Regions from separate parts of the Zea mays genome. Here region 1 is linked to region 2. The links are chromatin contacts, called in public Hi-C maps. All regions are on one chromosome and are shown on one strand. The core of a region is the stretch at or near the end of the contact, and the rest is flanking DNA. Distances in the headings are between cores, read along the strand shown.

The links. A called contact is a pair of places that touch in the nucleus more often than the background predicts.
Region 1: a contact with region 2 is called in a Hi-C map of ear, with 2.3 times the contacts expected there. The contact joins the promoter of LOC100286104 here to the promoter of LOC100278798 in region 2. A contact is called at or near these places in 2 of 25 Hi-C or Micro-C datasets (ear and leaf).

What each region holds. Positions count from the first base shown.
Region 1 is chr8:67,399,987-67,405,601 of Zm-B73-REFERENCE-NAM-5.0, reverse strand. LOC100286104 (39S ribosomal protein L12) reads left to right here and starts at 4,360. Exons shown (of 1, transcript NM_001158992.2): 1 at 4,360-5,290. The coding sequence starts at 4,378. The coding sequence ends at 4,959. LOC100383916 (Rab5-interacting family protein) reads left to right here and starts at 48. Exons shown (of 4, transcript NM_001355672.1): 1 at 48-332; 2 at 3,099-3,294; 3 at 3,382-3,401; 4 at 3,821-4,169. The coding sequence starts at 244. The coding sequence ends at 3,851.
Region 2 is chr8:67,217,878-67,224,145 of Zm-B73-REFERENCE-NAM-5.0, reverse strand. LOC100278798 reads left to right here and starts at 3,429. Exons shown (of 1, transcript NM_001151957.2): 1 at 3,429-4,419. The coding sequence starts at 3,735. The coding sequence ends at 4,268. It overlaps LOC100285442 (ATP synthase beta chain), which reads left to right. Exons shown (of 9, transcript NM_001158335.1): 6 at 3-161; 7 at 291-515; 8 at 592-903; 9 at 1,179-1,581. The coding sequence ends at 1,292.

The sequences.
Region 1 (5,615 bases), core at 3,111-5,610, 180 kb before region 2:
TTAAAAAATCCCGTATTCCAAACGTCCCTGATAACACAGTCCGGAAGGACCTTTTCTCGTTTTTTTCTCTCGCTAGCACCTTGCCTCCTTGCGATTTGCGAGCGCCGCATCGACCCCCACCGCCGACGAACGCCGCGCCGCCGACGTCCTGCCTTCTCCTCGCCGGCGAGCGCCGTTCCGCTGTACCCTCCGTGATTCCGCCCCAACCTCTGCGTCCGAATCTCCCGCGAAACAGTCACGGCGATGGCGGCGGCCGGTGGCGTTTCAACTGACGATGTCCCGATCCTGCAGGCAGAGAACCTCACCAGCAACGTCAAGTCCGTCTACTACAGGTGTGTCTCTCTCTAGCTTCCTCCCCCTCTGGCCTCCCCACGCGCTCGATCCGATCTGGAGGTGCGCTTAGTTTAATGTTAGTTTTGATCTGGATTTAGCGAGATCTTTTGAACTGGTAGCCCAACCTCAGGTAGTTTACATCCCTTGTGTAATGGGGAGTTTTGCTTGTAAAAGTTAGATTATAGAGTGTTTAAATGCCAATTAGAGAGGAAGGAGGGAGTTGTGAGTTGATAACTTGAAATATCTTTTCCTACAAATTTTATGTCAACTTGCAGTCATCCTAGTTGTGGAGGTCACAAGAGAGGGATTTAGTAAACTTTGTGATATGTGAATTGCTCCTTTCTATAGATGGCTAGTTGAACCCTGCTACTCATAATAATCTGGATCTGATTTGCTCTTCATTTACATTGCTAGGCCTAGGGATTAGGGATTGAATTCCGCAATGCTTGACAAATAGTGAAGTTCATACTGTTATCCATGAGCACTGAGCAGTATCTGCCAAGACTTTTTTATTCTGTCGAGAAGTGATAACTATTCCTTAGATCTGCTAGGTGTGTTTGGTGTGCAAAGGGTTTTGTGGTGTTAAGTGTTGCACTTGGCTAGACTATAGACTATTTAAAGTGTGTTGATCAGAGACGAAGAAGGGAGTTGCGAGATGATAACCTGAAATATTTTTCCTACAAGTTGTGGGGGTCACTCGAGAGAGATTTAGTAAATGTTAACAGTTTAATGACCTGTCAATAGCTCTGATTTATGTTGAATTAACTGGATCTGCTTTGTTCTTCATGCTATTACATCGCTAGGCCTAGGAACTAGGGATTGGATTCCATGATGCTTGACGAACAGTGAAGTTCATACTGTTATCCATGAGCCCTGACTCCTGAGCAGTTATCTCATATGAATCTTTTATTCTGTAGAGGTGAGAACTATCCCTTAGGGGCTTAGGGCATCACAAATGTTTATGGGTGACCTCGCCCGTAAGGTGTATCCCATGTATTTCAAAGGCCACCTCCGTTGCATATAAGGTCTGGAGCAAAATTCAGGTGGGCCCCACAACATTGAATAAAAAATCAAGATGCAAATTCCCGAGCATCTGAGACTTCAGTTTTTCTGTCATCCGTCTTCAACCTGGTGCCACCCACAAAGGGATGAAAACGGTCGGAAAAACCCTCTCTGTTTTCACCCGTATAATTTTTTGTTTGGTCAGAATCGAAAAACAGGAAGTTGGAAATGGATTACGGCCGATAATTTCCGGTATATTGAAAACAAATAAATCTGGACAAAATATATCGATCAGAAAATGGTAACTTAAATCGAAAAACTCACAATAAATGAGTTCTAACCGCCCACAATTGTTTATTTACTTCCACAAACAAGTATCAATCACATAAATACATAATACATAGTCTTATCCACACACAATTGAGCATACATGTTCACTGATAAGTTTTAACCACACAATATATAACTCTTAAACATACGATTGTTCATTCACATCCACATACAAGTCTCAACCACACAAATACACAATACATAGTTTTGACCACACACAGATGATCATATACGTCCACTCAAAAGTTTTAACCATACAATACATAAGTCTCAAACACATGATACATAAGTTAAATTACATGATGTTTACAACTGAAAAGTGTTTCAATGCAAATTGTTTAAATTTACATGATGTTTAAATACAATATGTTATGAGATGTTTGGTTTAAGAAATGACTACTATCGATAAGTAATAAGATAATTATACTAACATTAATTATTTACTTATGGATAAGAAGACGATTTTCCCAAATATGAGAATTCATCGAATTTTACCAAATATGGGGAATATGATAAATTACCGGATTTTCCCGAATACAGGAACTTACTGGATTTTCCCAAAAATCCGAAAAAGGTCGGTAAAGACATCTCACCGTTTATTGTACCGTTTTCGGAACCCATTATCCCAGTTTCGTACCGTTTTTCATATATCCCAATAAATCCGAAAATGGGCGAAAAAATCCGGTAAACGGTACCGGAAAATTACCGGATTTTCTAACCGTTTTCATCCTTACCCACAGTCGCATCTGCATGTCTCCTCTGCGTCCTCCAGCTGCACCTCCGCCCCCACCCGCATTTACCACCTGTGCCCCCTTCATCACCACCCCAGCTCAGTGCCACCTGTTTTGCCCCCTGCACCTACGCCGCGCGCCTCAGCGCAGACGTTGTCTGCTGCCCACACCCCAGTGATTCTTGCTCCATCCCCTCCACTCCACACCTCCTGTTCTGACTGACGACCACAGCCACAGTGAGGGCCTCCACACGCAGCGGCAGCCATGACAGGGGAAGGTGCCAGTGTCATACTGTCAGATGCGCTACGACTATTGCAGCACATGCAAATGAATATTTTAGTCCTTGAGACCATGTCTTTGCCTTAAGGCCCGCCTTCAAGATTTCTCTGCTTTGAACCTCCTTAGAGTCAAGCTTGTTTTGTATGAGGTCGACCCTAACTTACTAGGATCTCTTTATTCCCAACACTCCGGATTCCCTTAGATCCGCTAGGCGTGTTTATGTGCAAAGAGTTTCATATTTTTAGTGTTGTGCCTGGCCATAAAGTATGAAGATTTTTTTGTGTGTGTGTGATGACACACCCCTCAACTTTCCCTTCTAATGTATTATTAGGACCTCTCATGTTGAATATACTTGACTGGTTTGTTATTTTAACTATGGTGGTTTATCCTAATTCCTAAACATGAGGTATTTGCATGTTACAGTCGAACATTCTTGTCAATCATTGGTGGAGTTGTTGCTGGAATCTGGGGATTCACAGGCTTGATGGGGTTTGTCTTCTACTTTCTGATAATGATGGTTGCATCTATTGGGCTCTTAGCGAAGTCAAAGTTTTCAGTCCAGGCGTACTTCGATAGTTGGACCAGGATTTCAATTGAAGGAGTTTTTGGTGGCCTGATGGTAAGCCCTTGTTTACTGCCATGTCATATTTTGTTGCTTGTCGTGTTGTTTAATGATGTCCTAATACAGTGCAATTTCCTTTTGCAGTCATTCGTGCTGTTTTGGACGTATCCTTTTTCGTTGACAATTTAAAAACAGTACTATTCATACTTTATTTCTGTTCTTCTTGTGCTTATATAGATTATTTGATTAGATAGGCTGAAGATTGCAACCGGCTGGGATGGTAAACCAACATGTTCATACTCCACTGGTTGTAGATTGGGTAACATGCTGCTATTATCGAGGGACTGAACGCCTACCAACGAATATTTCAGATTTGTGTTTACTGCTGCCATATATTTTGTCATTGTGGAATATAAATAAAAATTCAACATTTTAGACAATCATAGAAAACAATCAGTGAACCAGCAAAGCAGTTTATTTTTTTCTAAACTCAAAACATGTTTATGCGTCTTTCCTATCTATATTCATCTGTTTTCAGTGTTGGTCCGTTTCTGCATGAGTTCATCCTTGACGACGTATATAGATTTGCTTATGACATTGTTCACATCTTCTGACGGACATAGAAAGAGCTACACTCCGGAGGAAACACGGAATCGTCGACGATGAACATTCCCAATTGGCTTTTTGTACACTCAATTTTTGTATTGGTAATTGATATAGTCTGTAGTGAGACTATATCGGTGTAGACCTAAGCAAAGCTCATGAACTTTGCATTTCCTTGGATGATCCGTAGCAGTTGCAATTTTTCATTTCAAGTGATGGATATGAACTTTGATGTTTTCTGGCACAATGTTTTGTACCCTCGAGTTTTCTGGCACTTCGATTGATGTACACACTTCTCAATGCTTCAACTGATCGAGTCACTGTTAACTAGCCATGTGCGTCTTTTGGAGGAACTACCCATGTTATTTCCAAATCAAAATGCGTCCGTGATCTAAGAAGCTTCAGCACTGCTAACTGAACCCATCTCTTCTTATCAGGCCGAAATTTTATACACGGGCCTAAGCCCAGATCCAAACTTCCAAACGCATCTTCCTCTCCCATGCTGCATCCCGCAGCCAGAACCCTAGCCTCGTCGCCATGGCCTCCTCCTTGCTCCGCTCCGGCTACGGCCTCTTCCTTCGCCGCCCTCGCCTTTCCGCCGCATTCTCCACCGCTGCTGCCGAGGAGCTCATCGACGTCCGCAAGCTCCCCACCGACTACGACCCCTCCACCTTCGACCCGTCCTCCCCGTCCCGCCCGCCGCCGTCCGACCGCGTGTGGCGCCTCGTCGAGGAGGTCTCCTCTCTCACCCTCGCGGAGACTGCTTCTCTGTCCTCTCTCCTCCTCCGCCGCCTCGACATCCCCTCCGCGCCACCCATCGCCATCCTCAACTCCGCCACGGGGCTGGGCGGCGGTGGCGCCACGGCCGGCGCGGCGGGTGAGAAGGCGGCGGCGGCAGCTGAGAAGACGGTCTTCGAGCTGCGGCTGGAGGCCTACGATGCTGCGAGCAAGATCAAGGTGATCAAGGAGATCCGGTCATTCACTGACCTGGGGCTGAAGGAGGCCAAGGAGCTGGTGGAGAAGGCGCCTGCGGTGATCAAGGGAGGCCTATCCAAGGAGGAGGCTCAGGCGATTGTCGAGCGAATGAAGGCAGTTGGCGCCAAGGTCATTATTGACTGATTAGAACAAGCCTTTTCAGTGGTGAGGTCCTGCAAATTTATGCTTCGTTTCGGATCAACTTTTAAGTGCAAGGATGGATGAGTGGCTTGTGGAGAATTCTCCTCTATGAACTTGTGGAGAATTGATGTGGCATTGCACAAATAGGTTTTCAAGCGCGTTAATCAAATGAACTTGTAGAGTATTGTATCAATGATCAATCACTCATCATTATGTTGTCGGATGTGACATTAGTTGTGGGGCTTTGGGATGGAAATGGACTATTATATTGTTATTTGCTATGAAGATTTTGTGACCTTTGAATTACAAAGTAAAAATGAGTTACTTCATTTCCAAATTGTAAGTTGTTTGGGCTTTTCTAAATACATAACTTCTACTGTGTATCTAGACATCATGTACATGGAGACGCGTGGAAAAAAAAGATATGTATCTGTTCATAAGAGTATGCTGTTTTGGACAAAGTCGCCCATATGGATAACATTATCCTGCTTTCTTGAATTTACGTACTGTTTCCATGGGCTTCTCTATTGGCAGGGTTCATGCTGCTCTGCTCGTCACTGTTTATTGACTGAAATTTTAAGGGTCAACGGTCTAAAACTATCCATGCCATCATGTGTTTCCTCTTAGTCTCTTGAGGAATAGCCTTCACTAACAGGAAA
Region 2 (6,268 bases), core at 2,180-4,679:
AGAGTGAAAGCAAGTGTGCTCTTGTCTACGGGCAGATGAATGAGCCCCCGGGTGCTCGTGCTCGTGTTGGGTTGACTGGTTTGACTGTTGCTGAACATTTCCGTGATGCTGAAGGACAAGATGTGCTTCTGTTTATTGACAACATTTTCCGTTTCACCCAGGTAATTTCTGCAGGGCTTTCTTTTGCATGAAAACTATATACAGCGTTTGGAGCAAATATCTTTCTAGTTCCCTGTCTGAATAGAGTGTTGATGTTATATCTGGTGGCATTGTTGCGCTCTTGATTCCAGGCAAATTCTGAGGTGTCTGCTCTTCTTGGACGTATCCCATCTGCTGTGGGATACCAGCCAACCCTTGCCACTGATCTTGGAGGACTGCAAGAGCGTATTACGACAACAAAGAAGGGTTCTATTACGTCTGTCCAGGCTATATATGTGCCTGCTGATGACTTGACAGATCCTGCTCCTGCTACTACCTTTGCCCATCTTGATGCTACAACTGTGTTGTCACGGCAGGTTTGTCCATTTGGTTTATGTGACTGTTGTGTTAGGTACATGATTTGCTCATTGTGATTTCATGCTTCCTGTGCAGATCTCTGAGCTTGGTATTTATCCTGCTGTCGATCCACTGGATTCCACATCAAGAATGCTTTCTCCCCACGTGCTGGGTGAGGATCATTACAATACTGCTCGTGGTGTTCAGAAGGTTCTTCAGAACTACAAAAATCTTCAGGATATTATTGCTATCTTGGGTATGGATGAGCTCAGTGAGGATGACAAGTTGACGGTCGCTCGTGCAAGAAAGATTCAGCGTTTCCTGAGCCAGCCTTTCCATGTCGCTGAAGTTTTCACAGGTGCTCCAGGGAAGTATGTGGAGCTGAAGGAAAGTGTGAAGAGTTTCCAGGTACAGTTTAATCTTTTTTTTATCTCAAAAACCGATGTTTGGAAAATAATGATTTGCTCACTATTCTTTCTCGCAATACTTAGAGATGCACCTGTAGACGACACTTGATGCTTGCTGGGCTCCCTCATATTTGTTTGAGGCCTCATTTAATTTTCTCAGACAACATTCTTACATTCTATCCATGTTGCATCATGATGTTTCTATTTCTCCAATTGTTGGTTAGTAATGTATGACCTCACTATGGTGCTTTTGTATGAATTTTTTCTATTGTGCAGGGTGTTTTGGATGGCAAGTATGATGACCTCCCTGAGCAGTCATTCTACATGGTTGGAGGCATTGAGGAAGTCATTGCTAAGGCCGAGAAAATCGCCAAGGAGTCTGCTTCATAAGGCGGCTTCTTGCTTGTTGAATCCTGTACAATCAAGTTCCATTTTTGGATTTAAGCGATTGTTTATGCTTTTCGCAGTTAGGCAGCACGAGTTGGAGGTCCATCTCCTGCTGAGATGCTTGTTTTTCTCTTTGTTGTTCAAACACTTTACACCCAAATAAGCAACTGCAGTGACATTAATTTTGGCTGCACCAAAGTTACATGAACTGAAGAAACTTGTGGCCTGTGTGACGCGGATCAATCAGAACATAAAGTTACGGCTTCTGGTTGGTAAATTATGCTACTCTTCAGAGTCTGTTCCCGCATTGTGGAGGTATCTTGTTCTGGACTGGCTCTGCCGAAACTAGTTTCCGTGGTTTTCCATGTAGTTTTTTTATGGTTGTGCAACTTCTCGCCGGGACCAGTTTAATGTTTATCGACTTTGATTGGAGATGACCCGATGCTTTATTCAGAGTGTTTCTGTGATGATTTTCTACCATCTGCCCAGGTTGAACCGTCGATGGCGGTTCCTGCAGCCTATCACCTGCACCCCTAAAAAATCGAAGTATATAGATTTAGTTAAAATTTCAATCTCTAAAAAAATCTTATACATCCCTCAAATTTTCTCTGCGGTTCATCCGGGACATTCTTTACAGCGAACAAATGTTAGAGCATGACAGCATGTGGACTGAACGTCAGCTGCTTATCAACCTGAGTTGAATTAGGGGTGTTTAGTTCTGTGGACTATAGTCCGGGTCACATCAAGCGTTTGACTTTCAAATAGGAGTATGAAATATAGAAATATAGACCTAACTAACTGTACTAGATTCGTCTCACTTTTTAATCTTCGGCTGAGAAATTAGTTTTATAATCCGACTACATTTAATACCCCAAACAGAGGTTCAAACATTCGATGTGATAGGAGCTAAATTTTAGCAGGGGCAAACCAAACACCCCCTTATTCGCGTCGCGCGGGCTCCGTGGTCAACTCGCACCTATCCTTTTCGTCGATATGCTTAATAACTACTAGCTACTGTCTCTGCGCGGTCATTAACTTTCCAGACGGGGGTGTCTGTGTCTCTGTCAGTGCGGTTCAGACTGCAGAGCCCAGGCGATTGGATGTGAACTTGCGCAATACTTGGTTTTTTATATGGAGGAACCGGTCCTGGCGTCCTGTATGAGTCGTTTTGTCGGCCGATTATTTGTAGTACGTTTAATTACTGTTAGTGTTTTGCAATCAAAACGTCGGTCGGTTAGGTGTCGAGTCTAGAAATATTTTGTGTTTTCGTAATTCGAGTCTTGGGGCGGGCTCACTGTCACTGCTGAATGTTTGCCCCCCTGCCCTGTCATCTTGGTATCACCTGCTGCCTCCATTTCGAAGCCTACAAAATGGATACGGATATATATTTAAAAAAAGTAATCATGGGTTACAGGTAAACCAGCTGCAACCACAGTAGGTAGGTGCGCACGTTTAAATTGCGGAAGGGTAAGCCATTCCAGTGTAATAATAAGACACGGAGGCGCGCGGACTGTTTCTTTCTTAGAACCCGACTATAGCTGTGATATCTCGGTCCAAAAACAAGAAAAAATCTGGTAAAGAAGACACAAGGACTCGTAAACTAGCGACGAAGTCACAGGACTGGACAGCTTAAAAACGGGACAACACTGTCAAAATCCTGACGCACTAACTCGGAGAAGGTTTTGACTCGACCGCTCCGAACCCGAAGCAGCTAGCTCCCAGATAGAAGCAGTGGGGTGGTGCGCAGCAAAACGTTGGTCGCCACTCGGCAACCTGGCAACTGTGCAAGGGACAGGCAACGGTAAGGCTGCCGCCGCCGAGGACGAACCGCCCGCATCGGACGCGTTGCGGTGGGGAGGGGAGGGGAGACCCGGGACGCCTTGTACGCGAATGGGAAGCGAGCGGGGACACTTTTCCGTCACGCGTCCCAGTCACTGCAGCAGCCAGCTGAGTAGCTGAGAAGTGAGAACCCAGCCGGACCTGGACTGGACACCAGCGAGACCCCACCACGTCCCACGCGCAATCCCTTCCCATCCACCGCGCCAAACACAACCCCCCCCCCCCCCCCCCCCCCCCCCCCCCCCGCATCATCATCGCACCCCGACCCCAAGTGGATGTGGAAGGGGCTTGCGCTGACACCGCCCGTCCGCACCCTGCCACCAAACCACACGCATCCTTTCCTTTCCCTCTTCACTTGGAGTTTGCCATCGCCGTCGCCTTCGCCCACACGCGTTTTCATTCCATAGCGCTTCCTCCGCCCCGCGGCTTGCCCGCGCTATATTAAACCGGCGACCTCCCCGCCCAGGCAAGCTCACCTCACGCGGGGGTCATACCCAGCTAGCCACCGCCACTACACGTGTACGAGCTCACTGATCTCATCTCATCTCAATTCTCACAGCCCGGGAGGACGGACTCCGACTCTCCGAGTGCGCGCGTTGATCGCCCATGGGCAACTACCTGTCGTGCACGCTGGCCAAGGCGCCGGGGCCGAGGCCCGGCGGCAAGCGCGCGAGGGTGATACTCCCGGACGGCGGCGTCAGGCAGGTGGCGCTGCCGGCGACGGCGGCGGAGCTGATGATGGACGCGCCGGGCCACTTCCTCGTCCACGTCCACGCGCGCGGCGCGGGCCTCGGCCTCGGCGCGCGACTCGCCGCGCTGCCCGCGGACGAGGAGCTCCAGCTCGGCGCCGTCTACGCCACCTTCCCCATGAAGCGCCTGGGCACGCCGCTGGCGGCGCCCGACCTGGCGCGCCTCGCCGCCGCCGCCGCCCGGGAGGCGCACCGGTCCGCCAAGGTGGCCAGCGCCGCCGTCGTCGCCGCGCAACCGCCGGAGGACGCGCCCAGGCTGCGGCTGGAGGAGATGGTGGACGACGCGGCCGCCGCGGAGATCGCCGTCACCAAGCACTGGGCCAGCGGTGCCCGGTCCAGGAGGCCCACGCTGGAGACCATAGACGAGGAGAGTTACCTGTCGTCCAGATAGATAGTGGCCTACTTGCGATGCGCTTTTCTTCTCCGTTTGGTTTTTTTTAAGCATTCGGTTCAAACTGGATGAACCTCAAAACATATGTGATGGAAAGTAAGTAGAACGTACAGCCATTTTTGTAAAAAAATAAAATAAAACAAAATATGCACTCCTATGTTTTCGAATATTTATCATCTCTTAGCTTATTTTTAAACAAAAAACCGACAAATAAAAAATAATAGACAAATTATATGCCAAATACACTTTTTAGGCGTTTGGTTCCTCGTCCCAAAAACTTTAACTAAGCATCTCCAAGTGCTCACAGAAAACGACTCCTCAAAATCAGTTTTAAGGGACATCTTATATTAATTAGTGGGGTATATTTTAATACTTTCTCCAATAGATCCCTTAAAGCGGTAGATTGTTTCTGGGGAGCCCAAAAAACCTCTCATTTATAGCTATAAATGAGAGAGTTTTAATGGCTATTAAAAAGTTGGGAGCGTTTTAGGGAACTGTTGGATACACGTTTTTGTGTTTTTCCAAAAAAAACTAGATTCAGAGAACACTTCTGGAGAGCTCTTGTCGATGCTCTTATATCAGATCTGTAGATACCAATTAAGAATATTAAATATATGTTAATTACAAAGCTAATTATCTAATTGCATAAATTAAGATTGATTTGTGTGAGGAATCTATTAAGACTAATTAGTTGATAATCAACGCTTCCGTGAGCATATGTTGATTATAGATTAATGAGGCTAACAAATTCATCTTACCAATGAGACACAATTTGTGCAAGTAATTCTATAACTAGCTCGTGTTTAGTCAGTCTAATTAGCATCAGAATATTCGCATGTTGAACCGGAGAGAGAAGTCCAGGACAACACATGGAAATATAAGGGCTTGTTTGTTTTGTTCTCAATTCATGTGAATTGAATGTGATTGAGTGAATTTCAATCAAAATCTTTCATAATTTTTTTTAATCTCATACAATTCATATGAGATAGAAATAACCGAACAAGTCTAAATTGGGACAAAATGTTAGGGAGGAGTGTATAATGCTCATGCTATATACTGCGTAGGACGCAAAAAAGAAAAAAAGAAAGGAAAACAGAACTTGTAATAATGATCTCGACATGGCATCGCTTACAAGCATCCTGAGAGAACGACATTCAATGCTACGGGTGGCGAGACGATATACCAGGTGTGAGTGTGACACGAACCTGATCAGCATTGTCCGCGCAGAAAGATACCATGATGCCCCTCTTAACAGGGTCAAGTCAAGAGCAGCATGAGTTGAGAGCGGCGGCCCATTGCTTTGATGGAGAAAGCAAGCCCTCCCAAACTTTTGGCGGCAGCGTTGTTCGGAGGGCGAAAGAAAAGCATTCTTCCCAGGAAGAAACTAGCCCGCGACAAGCAAAGGCCATCCAGAGTTCCAGACCAGGCACAGGCGGCAGCATCCAACACCCCGTTCCCGAGCGAAGAAGAGTCAGGATGCGCGACACGGTTACGCTACGCTGCCGCGAGACGGTCTACTTTAGCGTGACGGCCCATAGAACTCGGTTTCTGCAGCAAAATAACTGGGCCTATAGAACTCGGGTTCTGCCGAGAATGGCTTGGCCCATAGAACTCGGGGAAACAGTGTTAGGAGACGTCCTGGCTCCGGGTTTTTTTTTCTTCTTCCGGCCAAGCATTACCAGATTCGCCGCCCTGGTCGCTCCAGAAAAAGCAAAGCACTAGATAAGAAGATGGCCATCATTTTTCCTCTGAACCTGTGCAGTAAAGAGGAAGCATAGTTTCTTTTTTTTTTCTTCTTCTTCACTTTTTTTTTCTCTTGAAAAAAGAAACAAAAAATTCAATTAAGTATTTGTCATGGCTGAGTACGCAGCACAACCATACATCCATCCACGCATGAATGAATCGCACCAATATATTTAATTTCATAGGGTAGGCACATGAATCCGAGGCTCGTAGGAGTTTTTTTTTTCTAGAATCCGTTCCGACCCTAAACCATGGCT